3 separate regions of the Mus musculus genome follow, and all the other regions are linked to region 2. The links are chromatin contacts, called in public Hi-C and HiChIP or PLAC-seq maps. All regions are on one chromosome and are shown on one strand. Each heading gives the region's core, a stretch centred on a gene start, on an enhancer-like site or on the middle of the called end of the contact. The rest is flanking DNA. Distances are from core to core; before and after follow the strand shown. Region 1 has its middle 34 kb from the start of Gm35615. Region 2 has its middle 180 kb from the start of Gm35615. Region 3 overlaps Klf6 (Kruppel-like factor 6).

Region 1 (3,291 bases), core at 522-3,021, 150 kb before region 2:
ATAAAACTAAAATGAGTCATCCAAACCTATCTGAATGTTACTATGCTGTGATATGCAGAAAAGACAAAGTTTCTCAAGTGCTTCTGATTTAGTTAATGGTCCTGTATCTGCCTTGTATCTGAGACATTATGATGGTTTTTCTCTGTAATGTTCTCCCCATGAGGTCAAGATTTTAACATGTAATCCAATGTTTGTAGCACCATGCTGAAGGCTAGAAGTTTTTATAGATTGGTACCTGAGTTGTGGAAATAGGTTACTATGGAGATACTCACCACCCTTGATTCTCATCTCATTTCCTCCACTATTTGGTTAGGTATTGTTCTAGCTCAAATTTTTTTGTTGCTATACCAATAACCTAGCCAAAAAAAAAATCACTTAGGGGAAAAAGAGTTTATTTAGTTCACAGTTCCTGGTTACAATCCATCATAAAAAAGAAGGCAAGGTGGCAGGAATTTAAAATAGCTAATCACATCCCATCCACATTCAAGAGCAGAGAAAGTATCAGTGTAAACATGATTCTTCATGCTCAGCACCCTTGCTACACTTACACAGACAGAACCTCCTGGCTATAGCATGGTGCCACCCACTGTAGACTAGGTCTTTCTATATTAATTAATAATTAAGACCCTCATAGACATGCCCACAGGAAAACAGATTTAGAAGATTTCTAATTGAACCTCTCTTCTCAAGTGATTCTAAATTATGTCTACTAGGCAATTAAAACTGTGACAGCCCTCATGTAAAAAAGCGTTTGCCACATGCCACATTGTTATGAAGTGCTTGAGTCCTCTGAAATCCTGAGCAAAAATAAACCCTTACTTTAGGTTGTTTATGTCAGGCTGGAGTGATGACTCAGTGGGTAAAGTGCTTGGTTGCTATATAAACATAAGGACTTGGAATTTAGATCTCTATCACCCATGGAAAGGCCAGGCATAGCAGCACATATTTCCAACCTAATTAGGAGTCAGAGACAAGTGGACTCCAGGAGTTCACTGTTCAGTAAGCTTAGCCAAACATCCAGATCAAGGGTCAGTGAGAGACTTTGTTACCACTCCCTCAAATAAGGTAATGAGTGATAGAGAAAGATAACCAATGTCAACCTCTTTTCTCCAAATGTGCATGCACCACACACATACAGATTTTTATGAAAAGTTGTTTCTGACATATATTGGTCATGATGAGAACAGTTAACTAATGTGAAGGTTAACACATACTTGCTTACCTCATTTCCTGCCTTTCAGGAGTCTTATTCTTATCTTGTTGGATAGAAAGCAGGACATGACTCAATGGTAGTGTGGTTATATTGACTTTAACCTAAGTGCTATGGAGGTAGTCCAAGGCAGAGGAGTAATTCTACTAGAGGAATTATACATATTGGGAAATAGGTAGGACATGAGATATTTCTCAAGTGACATATAATCAACTCCTCAGATGATGTCACTGGATGAGTATTCAGATTTCCCATCAGGGGATGGATCCTACACTCTATATTAAAAAGTAATGTCAAATCCCTGTGGTCTTACTTTCTACTATTCTCAATGCTCCCATGGCTAGATGAAATACCATGGGTAGCCAATAGTAGTAGCGATGTGTCTCTGTGCTTGAACGCTGTTTGAAGACAAACCTTCTTGAAGACTTTGTATGAGCCTCTGCAAGGGAAAGGTCTGGAAAGACAATTATACGCAGTGCATTTCAACCCATATGGCTGAGTCATGTAGAGAAAAGGATCAAGGTCACATTGTGGGGATATCCCGAGGTGCAGGACAAGGAAGTTAAGTCCTCTTCCTTTCACCCAGCTGGCTCATTCCCAAGGCAGAATTGCCAGATGGATGAACTCATACAGATCTAAAAGGAACCATACAAATGGTTGTTTTATTCGCAGTCATCAGATGTCAATTTCACCTCTCCTTATACTTCTGTCTATAGATAATTTGAACCATTTCAGGTGATAAGAGGCCTGTTAAAACCATTATGTTGTTGTTGTTATTGGGGTTTTTGTTTGTGTGTGTAGTGTGTGTATGTGTGTATAAACTGTAACTCATTTATTTTCACAAGACATTACCCATAAATTGTGTATTGAAATCCTATGGGCAAAACTCCCACTAGAATTTGCCTCCCTTGGCAGATGAGTAAGCCGACACATTGCGTGCTAACCTCATAGTTTTCTCTTTATAGAAAAATCAACCCCTTGGGGGAAAGCAGACATCATGCCTCTTGTATCCTCAAATCCTGAGAACTCGTAGGCCTGAACTAAAAGAGCTGGAAGATCCATCTTGAGGAATGTCTATGACCTCTTGGTGTTTGTTCTTTGGCTGTCAGATTTGTAAATACCTCCACAGTCTCACTGATGGAGTGCATCCTGCTTGTTGCTGATTGTGGACTCTGTGTGACAGGCCTGCTGAGAGCTCACTGAGAAGACAGGAATGTGTTAGGGAGTCACATTATACTTAGAACATTACACGTGTCATTGTACCTCAGTCTAAATACAAACTCAGGCTCCTAACTTTATCCAATTTCTACAAATAAATACATTGGTTATTTTTCTCATTCCTCTGACTACAAAACTATACAAAAGCAACTTAAGGGTCAAAAAGATTTATTTTGGCTCATGGTTTCAGAGAGGAAGTTCATCATTGGCAGGAAGGCATGGAAAACTAGTTCAATGGATGTGGGAATGGAGAGCAGAGTACTTCAAACATGGTGAAGCAAGAATCAAAGTATCACCTTTAATGTCTTGTGCTTACCAGATAGGAACAGCACCCAGAGGATCCACAGTCTGTCAAGGAGCATCACCCACTGAGGACCAATCACATGCACCCATTGGAGGCAGTTTGCATTCAAATCATGAAGAGAAGGAAAGCAACACTTTTCTTGGGTTTGGTGACCTTCTAGAAGTTTCACAGGCTCTAAAAAATGAAGTTGTAATCCTACTTATTTCATCTAGCTTGGAGTCTGCCATTTGCACTGGACAGCTCACCTGTCTCATGGACACCACAGCAATTTTGTTTCCTCTGCCTATTAGCCTCAACATCAATCTCTTTCTCATGCCTTCCTGTACATCAAACTCTCTACCTCAGTTACCTTCTTCTCTGGATGGGAATCTAGGTCTACTCCTTATTGTCAATAGCTTGAATCTGCTTTCTCTCCACTTTCTCCCTCATTAACAAGACAATGTGGTCAATATCTCTTTTGCAAGTTATTAAGGAGATGAGATGAATTGCTTCTTATTAACATTGTGTGTACAGTGTTAGTATGTAGTGCCCATGCCCTGGTGTGTATTTGAAGGTTAAA
Region 2 (3,325 bases), core at 87-2,586:
TCCATAAAGTCCAAAGGCTCCTTTGACTATTGGTAAATATCTAACTCTGATTCCATGCAAAGTAGAACAAAAGACTATGCCGGGGCCTAGCAAACACAGAAGTGGATGCTCACAGTCAGCTATTGGATGGATCACAGGGCTCCCAATGGAGGAGCTAGAGAAAGTACCCAAGGAGCTAAAGGGATCTGCAACCCTATAGGTGGAACAACATTATGAACTAACCAGTACCACGGAGCTCTTGACTCTAGCTGCATATGTATCAAAAGATGGCCTAGTTGGCCATCAATGAAAAGAGAGGCCCATTGGACTTGCAAACTGTATATGCCCCAGTACAGGGGAACGCCAGGGCCAAAAAAAAATGGGAATAAGTGGGTAGGGAATTGGGGGGGGAGGGTATGGGGGACTTTTGGGATAGCATTGGAAATGTAATTGAGGAAAATATGTAATTAAAAAAAAGAAATTAAATACTTGCAATATGTACTTAGAGCAGAGTAAACTTTTTCAATTCAAAGGAAAAAAATGGTCCAGGATGGCAAGAGAAGATTATCCCAGAACCAAAACAGCAGCACATCAAACAGTAAGCCCTGGAGCTTCCCATGTAGTCCCTGAGGCACTGGCATGTATTCTTTGACATTCAATGTTCTTGGTTAACCTTCTCTCTCTGAAGCTGCCACCTGTAAAATATATACACTCTCTTATCAGCTGTCTTGACTGGATGCCCACTGTTTTCCCCCAACAAGTACTTTCCATGATCTATACTATCTTGAGGTTTCTGTGACAACTTAGGGTTTGCCTTTATAGCTTGATTTCAGTGGGTGATTTTTCAGAAACTACAACCTCACTGTATGTTTGTGGCTTGGCCACATTAGCCATTTGGAATTTTACTATCAGTCTCACAATCTGAGAACTCTTCCTATCTACACATCTACAGAACTTGAACCATGTGGATAATGTCACATTCTGCTTCCATATCACGGGGTACCGGGCATGTCCCTGGAGCATGACATCAGTGGACTCTGAGGCCTTTATGGCTTAACTTGAGAAGACTTGTGTCAACATAATCATTGTCTTGCTGGTACTAGTGACCATGGAATAAACAGATGAACTGTAATCACCTAGGGAAATGCTGTTAGCAATATAGGTCAGGGAAAGGCTTTGGAAGCATGAGCTATTTCCTGGAATTCTATACCAAAGCACCATAATTGGCTTAAACATCAGAAATCTATGATCTCACAGTTCTGAAAATGGGAAGTCCCAAGTCATCAAGTGGGAAGTGGGTGTAGACAGCCACCTTCTGAGGTTCTCCACATCCTCCTATGGTTTTCCCTGTGTCCTGACCTCATCTTCTTATCAGTACAGCAGCGGATGGATTCATGCTTTATGACTTTATATTACACTAACCCCCTTTACAATGCTTACTCCAAATACAGCCACATTCTGAGGTAATGGAGCTAAAGATTTCCGGATAAGAACATTGAAGGGACACAATTTACCAGATAACCATGTGTGTGGGTGTGGTTCCTTACTTCATCGGGAAGTTTCATCCAGTTGAAGAGTTTAAAAAATGATCTTGAGGCCTTAGCAGTCTGTGCTATGACTCAGATGAACAAACCACATAGGGTTCTTTGTTTTCTTGGGCTTCACAGACACATCACAAAGGATCGCTCGCCTGAGTGGACTTCGTTCTTCTTAAAGGTCAGGCTCTCAGCATCCCTTCTGAGCTCTATCCAGAGTACGTGCCTCCAGTCAGTCCTCTCTGGCTTGAAATACTCTGCAGATGAGAAACCCAGGAAGAGAGACCAGGATCCCTTTAGAGAAGATGGAAAAGAAGAACAAGGACAAGCCAGACTACTTTCATCACACAAATCTCTCTCTATTGTGTACTGACTGTTTTGGCAAATGATGAATGGTTATTAGAGAAATGTTGGAAAATATGGGCAAAAATGGAAGCAAAAACCATTGCATGTGTTAGTTGCACTTACCAACAACAACTACTCATCTTGAGGGTGGGTATGTATCTAAATCTTTTGTTTTTATGTTGGAATGTTCAGAGGAAATCTCCATTCAAAACTACAAGTACATTTATCTAGTGCATTTCACCAGTAAGGAGGTTGCCTACTGGATGTGATGTCCTGAATGTTGTAGCTTACATTTGTATGTAATTAGAAATATCTTAAAAATTCTGTTGATGGCTACATAATATCTTATCTAATAGAGTAAAATCATTTAGTCATTTTCAGAGTGGTAAGCATTTCCTATGTCAACAGTTCTATGTAACTAGAATAAATCTTGTTGCACATAAGTCTCAACAGGCAAGTTATATTATTTATTAGGATATACTACTACAAATTTAACAACTAGACAAAGACCATGAATAATTTTATGTAAATAATTACTCATTGAGAATACCTTTGGAGAATTCTGTACCACCTTGGAGAAATGTAAGAGTGAATGACAATGCTCACCTCTGTGAAATTTGAGAAGAAAAGAGGGATTTACTAAAAGAAGGAAGGGAAGGAAAGAACTTGAAAGAAAATAAGAGCTTCAAATTTGTTAAGCAAAAAAAGTTACACCTGAGTGTTTTAGAATGTTTTGTGTATTTGGTTTTTTTGCACAACTAAGGAATTTTGCACTGGCTGTTCAAACTTTGTGAGTAACCCTTTGGCTGTTTGTCCACTGGAAATATTTTTTTGCATAGTCCTTATGGTTCCTTCCTTTCTCATGTACTTGGAAGTAACTTTCTAATAACATTTCTTTGTTTATATTTATGTACACATTTTACTTATGGAATTGTGCGATATTTAAGTTGTTGTATGGTTTCTATCTTGGGTGTGAGAGTGAGGGGACATGGGAAGAGGCTCTAAGTATCTCACCCTAAGACACAGTGGGACAAACCAGGATAACTACTTAGAAAGTTTACTGATCAGTAAAGGATTCTGTGGTATTACTGATCCGAAGTAATTTTCAAATATCTATGACTTGTTTTATAATTTCTTCCATTGATTATATATATAGAAAGTTCAATTTTCTTCCCGCTACTAAACATTCTTTAAAAAAAAAAAAGCAACAACAAATTCTTTTGCTACTTTAATGTATTATCCTTCAGTGTTTTCAATTTAATTTTTCTTGATTTATTGGTGGATATGATTGTTGATTATTATATGCATAAAGAACTTAATTTCCTCTGAATTAAGACCATGAATTTTGTTCACTTCCTTTTATTGAGTGAGTTGTTCTGTCCTAGATGTTCATTTAGATCTGCTGTTAGTGTTTGCTTCAGAGAAAACAAATCTTTTTCCAATAATTAAACCTTTTATTCTTCTGT
Region 3 (3,173 bases), core at 175-2,674, 240 kb after region 2:
GGCTTGGGGGAACCGGGGAGATTTTGGGTTCTTTTATAGGTACCATAGCACTTTTCAAAGGAGGTTAGGGCTGGTTTTTTTTTTTTTTTAATTTAAATAAAATTATATGTTGTCAAGCATCAAATGCCCGAGCAACTTAACTTTAATTAAAGAAGTAATGGGCAGTTTGAGAACATTCTGTTTTCCATTTTCAGAGCAATTTTCTCCAACAATACTTTCTCCTGTAGCAGAAGAAAAACTTTCCTAGGTCTGGGCCAAGAACTCTGAGGATGGTGAACGTGTAATTTGAAGTCCACCCTACACTCACAGACCGCAGAATGGCAGTGCTATAGAAAATCTAGATTCATGTGACCTAGCCCGGACTATTTTAGCAAGGAGTAAATGGGAGCCTATTGTTGCTGAGCGAATTGTCCCCAAAGTACACAGCTTGTTAGAGCAAAAGTGTTCCCTTCCTTTTAGCTAGGTTTCAAAAAATTTGTTAAGCAGACTGAAAATGCTTTATACGTCTATAAATATCCCAAGTCTGTGGCTGATTCCTTGCACTGCGGTTCTCCTAACAGCCTTATTTGAGCATAACTTAGCTGTTCAGCAGACTTTGCATGACAACACGGTCCGGTCTTAATAGTAGCCGAGAGAATGCATTATCGAGACTTTATTTAGACTGTACAGTCAAAGTCATCCAACTGTTAGTCATCCTGACATGTGCTTCGGAATGCCACACACCCATGAATTCTGCAAAAAATGTCACCAACTCTGTATGACCTAGCCTACCACACATCCAAGTTTCTGATATTAAAAAAAAAAAAAGCTGCTAATCTTTAAAGTTTCCTCCCTAATTATAAAATATATAAAAGAAGAAAAATTTCATAAACTCTGCACATTTAGCAAAAAGAAGACCTACTCTGAAGTAAATGACTATACCACACCTAAAATGAAGACCACCCTTTTGGGGGATCAAAGGAAAATGCATTGAAGAAGCCCCACGGAAACTCACCTATTTTACCCTGTGACTACTGACTGGCTTATGGAATCTGAAAACAGATTCCAAGATGCATCTCTCTCACATTGATCCGCACAGTAAAACTGGCTGCGAGTGTCTCAAGCGACTGAAGGCACTGCTCTGAGACAAGCTGCGGATTTTTTCTTAAATCGAGCTATATGCGATGCATTTTTTTCCTAAGTCACGAAACCTCGTGAGGAGAAGCAATCTTGACTTTCTGCCCTGCTTTCCGGAACTAACGGGGGGGGGGGGGGGGGGGGGGGATCTGGGCATAGGAATCAGTGGATGCAGAGTCCATTGGGACGGCTTTCTGGCCTGACTTCCCTTTATCATCTGATTGCTGGTGGCTTCTAACCTTCCCAGATGGGACTCATCCAGGTGTGACGCCAGCTCCATCCAGAAAGACTGGCCCAGCTCTACCAGCTAAGAGAACAAAATCTGCTGGATTTCAGAAGCCACGGTACTGGGGCCTCTCTGCACTGTAATCATCTCCTGGGCTTGAGTGACAGGAAGAAAAAAAGTGCAACAAGTGGCTTCCTATTGTGCCCCCCTCCCAACCAAGGCTGTTTCTTTCAGGCTTTGGAAGACATTCAGTCCATTTGAGGGGAGTGTGTGTGTGTGTGGGGGGGGGGGGGGGGCAATGTCAAAAGCCTCCCTCCAGAGACAGCTGTGGTAAGTAGGAAGACAGGGAAGGCAGGGACTGAGCTAGGCAAAAGGCCCTCAGAATTACACAATGGTGATTTCCCGGGGAGGAAGCCAGGCTGAGTAACACAGCAGGAATTTGTTAACAACCCCCTTCCCCCACTGCACCCCAGAAAAACAATCAGGCTCCAGATGCTGATAAGAATTCTTTTTATGTTATTCGAATAAAAAATACATTCATACAGAAATATAACAATCTCGCAAAAAACAATTTCAAATAAAATCTTGTAAAACAAAATTTTACAAAAATCTTACAAAGATTCTTTAGATAACAGGGTGCTTCAAAAAAAAAGAAATAAAGAAATTTCACTAATAGAAATTTTTTTTTTTAATTTCAAGCAAAAGTTCCTGCTTGATTGAGGCTCAGTTGTCACCTGACCAGAATGGACTGCTTAGTATTAAAGTTACAGCATCGACACGGACGGCACCCAGCCCCAGCCAGTCCAGCAACGTCGCTGTGTTTCATAAGTGAGACGCGCCAGCACAAGTTTCCTCTCTCTTCTGTTTACCTTCTTACTTAATGGAATTGCTATGGATAAGCACACAGCAGGGCCAAAAAAGGAGTTTTCCAAAATCCAGCAAATCAAGTGCTAGGATTTTGAATTGCCAAACAAAAGTGCATTTTCCCCTTGAGCAAAATGAAATCAGTTCTGTAGAGAAATGTATTCATCAGGCCAGATACAATAAAACAAAACAAAACAAAAAGCAGTTAAGGGAGCTTTAATCATTGCTCGTTTCCAGGAAGATCAAACGAAATACCAGCCCAGCCAGACTCATTCTCATATATGTAAAGATCCACACCCAAAAAGCCAAGCAGCTGGATGAAATATCAGAAATATCAGCTGTCTACGCTGTGGTATGCCAAATTCCGGGAAAGTACTCCTTGAAAAAGCTGGAAGAATCTACATGCTGGAAAAAATAGTTTCATCTGCATAAAAAGTATTCTAAAAAACAATCCCTGTGGTCAGCTTACTCTTAGGTTAGATCTTCTAGTAAGGCTGAAAGGAAAATTAAAACCTTTGTGTGTCTGAGTCCAGCTGGTTGGCCAGTATTTTGTTCATGCCCCTTCTAAATGGCCGAAGGTCCCCTATTCCAGGCTTGCCAATCGTGACTAGCAGAATCAGCAGCCTGGAAAAGACTCAACGCCAACAATGTCTCCAGCAAACTATTAAATTAAAGATAAAGCCTCTATAAAAGTTAGGTTATAGTTTTCAATTTCTTTTAACCTCCTTTATGGCCATTTTGAAATACTTCTTCACAGGCTGTAGAATTTTCTAGCTAAACATTCTAGTTTCTTCTTAAAAAAATATTTATATATTATCTATATATAATATATATATACACACATACATACACATACTATACACACAAATATACATACACAAAAAATTTCATCCACTTTTTCAAAAAAAACAAAAACAAAACAAAAAGCAGTATACTTTCAGTATTACCAACAGATAGCTAGACAGGT

What was found. A called contact is a pair of places that touch in the nucleus more often than the background predicts. HiChIP or PLAC-seq counts read pairs in DNA pulled down with a chosen protein or histone mark.
Region 1: a contact with region 2 is called in a FOXA1 HiChIP or PLAC-seq map of pancreatic cancer cells. The contact joins two enhancer-like sites. A contact is called at or near these places in 4 of 484 Hi-C or Micro-C datasets (Th1 cells, adipose-derived mesenchymal stem cells, bone marrow-derived macrophages and 1 more) and 4 of 115 datasets of contacts at active chromatin or transcription factors (CD8 T cells, bone marrow-derived macrophages, embryonic fibroblasts and 1 more).
Region 3: a contact with region 2 is called in a Hi-C map of bone marrow-derived macrophages, with 4 times the contacts expected there. The contact joins two enhancer-like sites. A contact is called at or near these places in 2 of 39 promoter capture datasets (HPC-7-derived erythroid cells and liver), 1 of 15 datasets of contacts at CTCF or cohesin (CD8 T cells), 10 of 484 Hi-C or Micro-C datasets (the C2C12 cell line, adipose-derived mesenchymal stem cells, bone marrow-derived dendritic cells and 4 more), 11 of 115 datasets of contacts at active chromatin or transcription factors (the 230-238 cell line, CD8 T cells, SST interneurons and 6 more) and 1 of 9 other capture datasets (adipose tissue).

The regions. Positions count from the first base shown.
Region 1 is chr13:6,253,966-6,257,256 of GRCm38.p6, reverse strand. No RefSeq gene overlaps it. Among named protein-coding and RNA genes, the nearest start is that of Gm35615, 34 kb to the left of the region's middle. Within about 2 kb of position 1,771, at least 31 of the 459 cell types and tissues checked have an H3K27ac peak or open chromatin away from gene starts, as enhancers often do. A contact at or near this core is called in pancreatic cancer cells, where this site is marked.
Region 2 is chr13:6,107,497-6,110,821 of GRCm38.p6, reverse strand. No RefSeq gene overlaps it. Among named protein-coding and RNA genes, the nearest start is that of Gm35615, 180 kb to the left of the region's middle. Within about 2 kb of position 1,336, at least 46 of the 459 cell types and tissues checked have an H3K27ac peak or open chromatin away from gene starts, as enhancers often do. A contact at or near this core is called in the C2C12 cell line, bone marrow-derived macrophages and pancreatic cancer cells, where this site is marked.
Region 3 is chr13:5,869,057-5,872,229 of GRCm38.p6, reverse strand. It overlaps Klf6 (Kruppel-like factor 6), which reads right to left. Exons shown (of 4, transcript NM_011803.2): 4 at 1,837-3,173. Among named protein-coding and RNA genes, the nearest start is that of Klf6, 9.2 kb to the right of the region's middle. Within about 2 kb of position 1,424, at least 199 of the 459 cell types and tissues checked have an H3K27ac peak or open chromatin away from gene starts, as enhancers often do. A contact at or near this core is called in the C2C12 cell line, bone marrow-derived macrophages and pancreatic cancer cells, where this site is marked.